Linked DNA regions of Mus musculus: region 2 is linked to region 1. Evidence: chromatin contacts called from public promoter capture Hi-C data. All regions are on one chromosome and are shown on one strand. The core of a region is the stretch at or near the end of the contact, and the rest is flanking DNA. Distances in the headings are between cores, read along the strand shown. Region 1 has its middle 15 kb from the start of Gm33125. Region 2 has its middle 28 kb from the start of Gm39339.

What was found. Promoter capture Hi-C pulls out the DNA fragments that hold promoters and counts their contacts.
Region 2: a contact with region 1 is called in a promoter capture Hi-C map of hippocampal neurons, with 5 times the contacts expected there. The contact joins two enhancer-like sites.

Annotation. Positions count from the first base shown.
Region 1 is chr9:52,405,845-52,410,530 of GRCm38.p6, forward strand. No RefSeq gene overlaps it. Among named protein-coding and RNA genes, the nearest start is that of Gm33125, 15 kb to the right of the region's middle. Within about 2 kb of position 2,162, at least 11 of the 459 cell types and tissues checked have an H3K27ac peak or open chromatin away from gene starts, as enhancers often do. A contact at or near this core is called in hippocampal neurons, where this site is marked.
Region 2 is chr9:52,847,862-52,851,938 of GRCm38.p6, forward strand. No RefSeq gene overlaps it. Among named protein-coding and RNA genes, the nearest start is that of Gm39339, 28 kb to the right of the region's middle. Within about 2 kb of position 2,235, at least 10 of the 459 cell types and tissues checked have an H3K27ac peak or open chromatin away from gene starts, as enhancers often do. A contact at or near this core is called in hippocampal neurons, where this site is marked.

The sequences.
Region 1 (4,686 bases), core at 912-3,411:
CCTTTGATAACCTCAACTCCTTAGATATTATTCCCCACTTCAGGATCTTTGAACTCCTCATTGTCTTTAATTGGAGAATTCATTCCCTGAAACATCACAATGTCCTTTTTTTAAAAGATTGATTTATTCATTATGTATACAGCATTCTGTCTGCACATATGCCTGGAGGCCAGAAGAGGGCAGCAGATCTCATTATAAATGGTTATGAGCCATCCTGTGGTTGCTGGGAATTGAACTCAGGACCTCTAGAAGAACAGACAGTGCTCTCAACCTCTGAGCCATCTCTCCAGCCCCACTGTCCTTCTTCTTATTCAGTTCTCAGTTTAAATGTCAAATCTTGAGAGAGCCCTTCCCTTCCCAGCCTATCTATCTCACCCACCCTCTCTCATGTCCCCACTACTAATTTCATAACACTCACTGTTGTCTGAATAAAGGTAAACTTCTGGAGAGAGGGGCTCTGGTTGGCCATGCTCACTACTGTGACCCCGGTCGCTGTGATTGTAAGTTTCTGATACCTTCTAGACACACAGTAATCTCTGCTGGACATTACTGAGGAGAAAAAGCAGAAGGAAGAGAAAGGAATGAACTCTTTATAATCTCTGCATTCCCAGAATTCCAAGTCTGCCCTCAGTATCCAGCATATGTGGTCCCCTTGTTTTCAGAGTCAGTAGGCTCTAGGTGAGAATGCAAAACAAGCCAGTATATCCACAGTCTTAATTGCTCCTTTCTTAATGTTAATACCCAGCAATTTTAGTGGCAATTTGAACTGCAGCCTTTATGAGTAGGAGCCAGGATCTCAATGAGAACCAGGGGAAGCAGTAATCACCAGCAAGCTTTAGTCAAATTTAAATATAGACCTGGCAGCAGAAAGCAAATCCAGCCACGAAGCATGGACGTATCGGAGTAGCACATCAGGTAGGCTATTGGCTTCTCCAAAATGTATGCAAGCTTTCTGAACTGAGAACTTAGGGTGAGCAGACACCTGCATGTTGCACAAGTGCCTGATAGTGTTTTTTGTTTATCCGGTACATAAATGCATGGCAGTACTCAGCTGGCTTTCTAACACAGCATCCGAGATCTAACTCCCTAGGGAAGGAGCTGGAAAAGGGATGCATTCGACTTAAGCTGAACAAATCAAGAGAAGAGTCTGTGATCTCCCCCAGGCAGTGTTCTGAACCATACAGACAGATTGGAAGCATCGATAAAAGAAGTGTGTCAACGAAAGAGTCCAAAGGCCACAGAAGCACAGCACAGGCTGTAAATTTAGTAACTTTGTGTCTGTCTTGCTCCCTTCCTATACTTTGTGGTTAACTAAGAAATTGAGACCAGAGTAGACAAAAAAAAAAAAAAAGGCAAGCTTGTTTAGGATTGTGCCAAAAGGCAATGTGGTCATGGTAGCAACAGACCTCTTCTGTAAGGTGTGGGCTGTGTTGGTGTCCATTTTGGAAGCAGTCCTGTGTGGTTAGCGTGAGACACTATGCATGCAACATCTAAGGGCAGTCCTGATTGGTCGATGTTGGAGTCTATGAAAGAGGCTGGGTTTGCTGAGTAGCAGCTCTATCTCATTGGCTGCTCTCAGTTCCATCCCCTTTCCAGAGCCATGGTTTCCTGTTGGAGTCTACAATCTGGACCAGGCCTGCAAGTAAACCCACTCCCACGCCAACCTTTGTCCACAGCCCCTCTGGACTTCTTGAGTCACTAGACTATGTACTCCTCTCTGAGTTCAAGCACAGGTTGTCACCTGGATCTTCCAGTTGCAAAGCTCTGTACTTAAACTTTCAAGAGTAGGTCCTGAAGAAGTATTCCAATTCAACAGCCAGAATACCTGGTGTGTGCTGGAGTCTACTTTTCAAATTCTGGAATTTATGAATATGTAAGTGGTTTAATTTTATCTCATAGATATATAGTTCCACCTGAGAATCTTCAGTGTCCCACACATACAGATGGTTTAGTCTGTCTTGTGGTGATTTTTTTTTTAATTTCCTGCTTTGCCTGGAGAACAGGACAATACTGTACACCAGGTGGGAAACAATGGACTCCCAGGCTCTATATATCTGGGGAATCATCTGCCCTAAAATACCTCACCACCTCCCCAGTCTTCCCTCCTCCTGGAAGAGGGGGTGGAATTGGGATGGAGCCACATTTTATATTCCATTTGCTGCCTTCTGTTCTTGTCATCTCCGCTTTTGCATTTGCCTCCACGGAGGGTTGCAAATGCACACGGGAGAAGGCTTAATGTGATTTTGGGTGCCCTGGGAGGGACAGTCTGCCAAGCGCAGATGCCACCAGGCTGCTTGCTGCGGGTGCCTGCATTACGCCACTGGATACTGTGCCTTTGGGTTTGCTTGTGTTTTAACTTAGTGGAGCAACTTAAAATCTTCATGAAGGAAATGGGAGCATTGAGGGGAGAAGGGAGTGAGGTAGGATTTCAGGTAAGGCATTGCTCTTACAAGGGCAACCCAAAGCACAACTCCAGACCTTGAGATTTGAAGATAAGGCAGAGGACTAGAAAGGGAGAGAGGGATATGCCTATTGTTAGGTCGTAAGACTAAGTGAAGTTATCAGAGATGGACCTTTTCTCCTAGGGAGGATCACATCCTTTTCCCTCAGGGAGGACCATGACCTTTTCTCCTAGGGAGGATCACATCCTTTTCCCTCAGGGAAGAATGCACCTCTTTCTCTCAGGGAGGACCACATCATTTCCCTTCCAGAGAGGACCACATCCTTTTTCCTCAGGAGGGCCACATCCTTTTTCTCAGGGAAGCTTTTCTTCCTCAACTTGTCCATTGGGAGGCAGGTGCTGTGTCCTTGGTCATGGCCAAATGCTTTCACAAGGTGGTCGCCTTCCGATTGTGGTTGCCATGACTACTCATGAACCATCGGGTCTCAGATCCGAGTCTCCAGTTCTGATCAGCATCTGCCTCTCCTTGATGTTCCAGAGACTCCTGGGTTACAATAGAAGAGTCTCTCTCTTTCTCTATCTCTGTCTCTCTCTGTCTGTCTCTGTCTCTCTCCTGTCTTTTACCTCAAACCTACCAGGCAAACCTCATTTTATTTATTTTTTATTTTCGCTCTTTAGCCCCTTTTCATGCCTCTGTGAAGAGCATAGAAGGCCACCCCAATGCGGAAGCAATACTCACCAGCTCTTGGAGAATTTACCCTTCCATCCTTCCTCAGGTTTCCCGTCTTCTTGCTATTAAAACCCTAAGTGAGACCTCGTTATTTTCGATCTTACATCCTAGTGATCTCACTGTTCTCCCACTTCTCCAGTCCATGGCTCTCACTAACTGGAATCAGCTCCTTACTGAGACTTTACTGTTTCTGATCAATTATCCACATTCCTCAGAATTGCCCTATCACCAGCCCCTCAGGAAATAATATGTCTTACACTTGGATCCATGTTTGCTGGTCCCCAGAGCCTGGCTCCTTCATTGTTCTCCTTCTGGACTCTTCCTGACACCTTATCAGTCTAACCCCCTTGCTAATTTAACTGTAAAATCAACTTCTATAGACATTAACTATTGAAGTTAGGATTCAACATCTGTTGCAAACTCAACATGTCAGAATCCACAGGAGCTATCTGTTTTAGGTGATAAACTAGGCATTTAGCTCTTATCTTTTATAATAAAAACATTTAGTTATTTTATTTGTAAGTGTTTTACTGGCATGCATGTCTGTGTACCATGTGTGTATGAAGTGTTGAGACTAGGAAAGGGCATTAGACCCCCTCAAACTGGAGTTACAGATGGTTATAAGCTGTCATGAGGTGCTGGGAACCAAACTTGGCTCTGCTATAAGCAGGCAATGTTTTTAACTGCTGAGTCATCTCTCTAGCCTCAACCATCTTATTTTCTTTAAATTTATTTAATAAATGTTTATTATATGATGAACACTTAATATATCATTGAAGCAAAAGATTAATATTAATGTTACTTTTTAGTAGATGGTATCAAGAGTTAACAGCACTATCAATGTGTCAGGGGCCATTCTGACAGTTATCATGTATTTGTTCATGAACTCTTTCCAACATCCACAGAAGTGGCTGCTCTCATTGCACCAACTGTGTTTTACATGGAGGAAGCCATGGTGTTCGGCAAATCACAAAACTAGTAGGGAACAGAATTAGAGGTGGAGGAGTCATTGTGAATCCTTAGCCAATGTTTGGTGCCTTCATTTCAGTCACTGGGTTCTGGGGAAACAGAGCCCACACACAGGTTTTTACTTCAATGTGTGACTGCTATGTTAATTACAGTTATTTAGATTTGAGTATTTGGCAGATTTTTTTCCCCCAAAATGAACAAAGTAAACCTTTGTCTTAAGGAAAAGGAACTGACAGTTTTTGTTTTCTTTGTTGCCAGTGATGAACGGTTCAGCTTCTTATGTGAAAATTGAGACTCCTATCTGCCACTGGCTTGGCTCCTTTGTCATATTTAGGTGGTGATGTTAAACGGGCATTGTTGAGAGTAGATAATGGTATGTTGTCACCACCTGGAAGATCTTCACATCTCAAGGGATTAATATCTTTCAAACGTTCAGTCCATGACATCAGAGGATCAGCCTGGGTGTGTGTCCCACTCTGTGTTCAGAAGACACTTGTAGATTTTAATGTAATTAAGTCCGATGAGCTCAATGACACATTTTCCAATTACACACACAATTAGCTTGTAAGAACCTATCATTTAGTGA
Region 2 (4,077 bases), core at 985-3,484, 440 kb after region 1:
AAAATACCCATGTAAGGAGTCACAGAGACAAAGGTTGGAGCTGAGGCTGAAGGAAGGACCATCCAGAGACTGCCCCACCCGGAGATCCATCCCATAAAACCCACCAAACCCAGACACTATTGCATATGCCAGCAAGATTTTGCTGAAAGGAACCTGATATAGCTGTCTCTTGTGAGGCTATGCCAGTGCCTGGCAAATACAGAAGTGGATGCTCACAGTCATCTATTGGATGGAACACAGGGCCCCTAATGAAGGAGCTAGAGAAAGTACCCAAGGAATTAAAGGGGTCTGCAACCCTATAGGAGGAACAACAATATGAACTAACCAGTACCTCCCAGAGCTGTGTCTCTAGTTGCATATGTAGCAGAGGATGGCCTAGTTGGCCATCAATGGAGGAGAGGCCCTTGGTCTTCTGAAGATCATATGCCCCAGTACAGGGGAATGTCAGGGCCAGGAGTGGTGGGTTGGGGAGCAGGGTGGGGGGGGGTATAGGGAGCTTTGGGGATAGCATTTTGAAATGTAAATGAAGAAAAGATCTAATAAAAATCATGTCTGCAAAAAAAAAAAGGCAACATTGTAGCTATAATTGGGTTTACTCAAGTAATGGAAAAATGTTAAACACTAGGAATTCCTTGATACAAGTCAGTATATTAGGTCCCAGAATACGGTTCAGTAGCTATAGGATTTGCCACTGAGTCCGACAACCTAAGTTTAATCCCCAGGATCCAAATACTAGAAGAAGAGAACTGGCTTCCTCAGGTTGTCCTCCAGCCTCAGTGCTTGCCCTAGCACATACATGCAACACACACACACACACACACACACACACACACACACACACACACAGAGAGAGAGAGAGAGAGAGAGAGAGAGACAGACAGACAGACAGACAGACAGAGAAAGAGAGACAGAGACAGACAGAGAGACAGAGAGAGAACGTTGTAAACCTATCTTCTTCACAGTTACAATTTCATCAATGCCATTAAAATAAGCTGAGTTAAAATAACTGACAGCCATATCTAACAAGAATAAGTATTATGCTCAGGAAAGGATTCACAAAAGGTAAAAAAAGATATTTTTTCTGTCCAAAAAGGCTGAGCTGGATAGTTTTGTGTTGACTTGACACAAGCTAGAGTCATTTTGAAAGAGGGAACCCAATTTGGAAAGTGGCCCCAGCAGATTGGTCTGGGGACAAATCTGTGATCCATTTTCCTGATTAATGATTGGCAGGAGAAGGTCCTATTCACTGTGGGTGACACTGCCCCTGGACAGGTGTGGAGAGTCGTAAGTAATCGCCATTACAAGATGGCGCTGGCTCCCGCTGTGCCTAACTAGTAAACAAGCATTGTGCGCAGGTGTGAGAATGAATTCACACCAAGTCACTGCCCATCTCGGGGCGTAGTAATGAGGTGATGGGCGAGCAACAAATCAGGTGCTGACACACCAGGCTGAGGGCTACATAAGCAGCACCATTTTCCGGGTTCTGGGTCTTCCCTCCTGAAGAAGCAATAAAGCTTTTGCTGCAGAAGAATCCGGTCATCTGAGTGTGTTCTTGCCGGCGAGAACAATAGCTCGGGACAGACAGGTAGTCTTAGAGGGGTACAAAAAAAAAAAAAAAAAAAAAACCACAGGCTGAGTAAGCCAGTAAGCAGTGCTCCTCCATGACCTTGCCTCAGTTCCTGCCTCAAGGTTCCTGCTTTGAGTTCCTGCACCAGCTTCCCTTCATGATAGACTAGAAAAGTAAGATGAAATAAATCCTTTTCTCCCCAGCTTATATTTGGTTGTGGTGTTTTATCACAGCAACAGAAACCACAACTAAGACAACAGCTTTGAGTTGATGGGGCATTGAATCTAGGAATCACTGCTTGGGTCAATTTGAAGAAGTAACACACTTTGACCTTTTTCTGAGAGAAGCTAATAGTTCTTGACAGAAGAGTTAAGAGTTTTGACCCTTTGGGTAAAAACGATTCAGTAGTGCCTGCCCCTCCAGCAGCAGAGAGGCCCTCCACTCAGCACATCTGTCTTTATATCAAGCTCCCTGGCAAGGCCCCATAAAGGCTGTTCATGGTGACCCCATCTGCCAGAAGATGTAGAGTGTGTCTCACAGACAGGCATGCCATGACTCTGCGAGGGAGGGCAGGTGAGTGTGTTAAGGATGCCCTGGTATAAAGCTCTGAGTCGTGGTACAAAACTGGGGATTGCTGAGAAGCAGCAGCAGCACACAGATCCTCTCAGTGGGAAGCTATTAGAGTGGAGGCAGCTGGTTTTGGAGCAAAGGAATCCATCCAAGTGAGGAGGAGACAGTTTTGCTAACACTGGCAGGCTTTCAAGAGGCCGTATACCCAATAATCAGACAAGCCCTGTGCAGTTACAAAAAGGAAGGGCCACAGCTCCCAAATTGATTCTTACCAGCCTTCCCCCACTCCACCCCAGAGCTCAGGTCCAATAACAACCAGTACCAACAATGTGAAAAATTTTTTAAAGAAATTGATAGAGAACCACTACATCAGATTCAGATTCATAGGAAAGGCTTTATGCATGGTCTGAAACCTTCTTCAAGAGGAAATCAGACAAGAAACTTCCCCCATGGCACCAACAGCAACAGCAACAGTGTTGCCCCCAGGCTTATGTTTTCTAGTATTGGTACCACAGATCAACCAAGGCTTTTAGAAAGACCCACTCTGTGTCCAACACAGTGCTGGTGCCTAAAAGGACATCAAAGGAGCCTTTAATAAAAAAAAAAATCTCATCGCCAAAATCAATTCAAGGCACACTTAATACGTGGGTGTGAGATTACACAGAGAAGTGTGGTGATGATTTCTGTGAACAGCAGTACAGAGAAATCCAAATGAAGAAGTGGGATGTGGGCCCTGGAGGGAGGAGGGGAGGGGAGGACAGGCAGGCAAGGGGAATAGGAAGAACACTGTGGGAGGGAAGAACAGAATGAGTGGAGGCTCAAACATGGAGGGGAGCTGGCATGAAATGAAGGTCACAGCATCTGCTGAGAATTCATGGGCCCATTTCTACTGGGAAGATATCTGATGCTGATCATTGTGCTGACAGTCCTTTGTACCAGGTCAACACCAGCCCACTCATATTATGGGAACATATGACCTAGGTCACCATCATCTATCACATTTGGCAAGGATGACCTACATTTTCAGAGCTGGTTAGATTAACTGGTTCTCCAGATAATCAAACGTCATGGATGTTTTCTCCTGGCCTTCTGTCTTCAGATTGAAACCTTAGGAACCTTTCTCCCCAGTGTGACCATTTTACCAAAGACCATGCTCCATCAGACCACCACACCCGTCAACCTTGTCAATCATAAACCATTAAATACCAACCATGAAGGAGTCATTTTGGTATTATGATAAATGACATAAAACTCAGGAAAATATAATAAAATAGAAAAAACTTCTTAATTTTTAGGATTAAAAAATATATCAAATAAATTCTAGATATTGTGTAGTGAGTTAGGATTTGGGGATCCTCACATCCAGAAGGAGATAGGAAGAAAGGGGTAAAAACATAGAAAATCCACCGCACCCCAGAATATGAAGAAAAATGACACTTGGGAGCTCTAAGTATTAGAAATACCAGCTCAGGCTTTTGGCAATGAAATCTGGATATCAAGGGCTATTGATGAAGATACTCCGATGTGTGAAGTGAAAACTTTAAGGTTTCTTTGGAGAGTCAGTTGTGTTGGATGGTGTCTTGCTGGGGCAAACATGTGAAGGAATGTTTAATTAAAGTGGACCCAGGTGTGAAAGGCTAAGTCAGGCTCATGAAGGGATGTTTCACTGAAGCAGACACAGGACAGAGGATGTTCTGCTAAAGCAAGCACATGAAAGAACACATGATGAAGGATTCTTTGCTAACAACATGCATGTATTGGTCTGCCTTACACTGTGTAGTTGAGCTCCGTTTGTCTGTTGGGACTCTGTGGACTTGGGCTGATTGGATGCATGGGCTGAAGCAAGAGCTGTGCTGAGGCAAGGCACATGGAGAACACATGATGTTTGGAAGGTATAAATAGGACTGGAAAGAATGATGGAGACAAAGCTTAGCTGTACA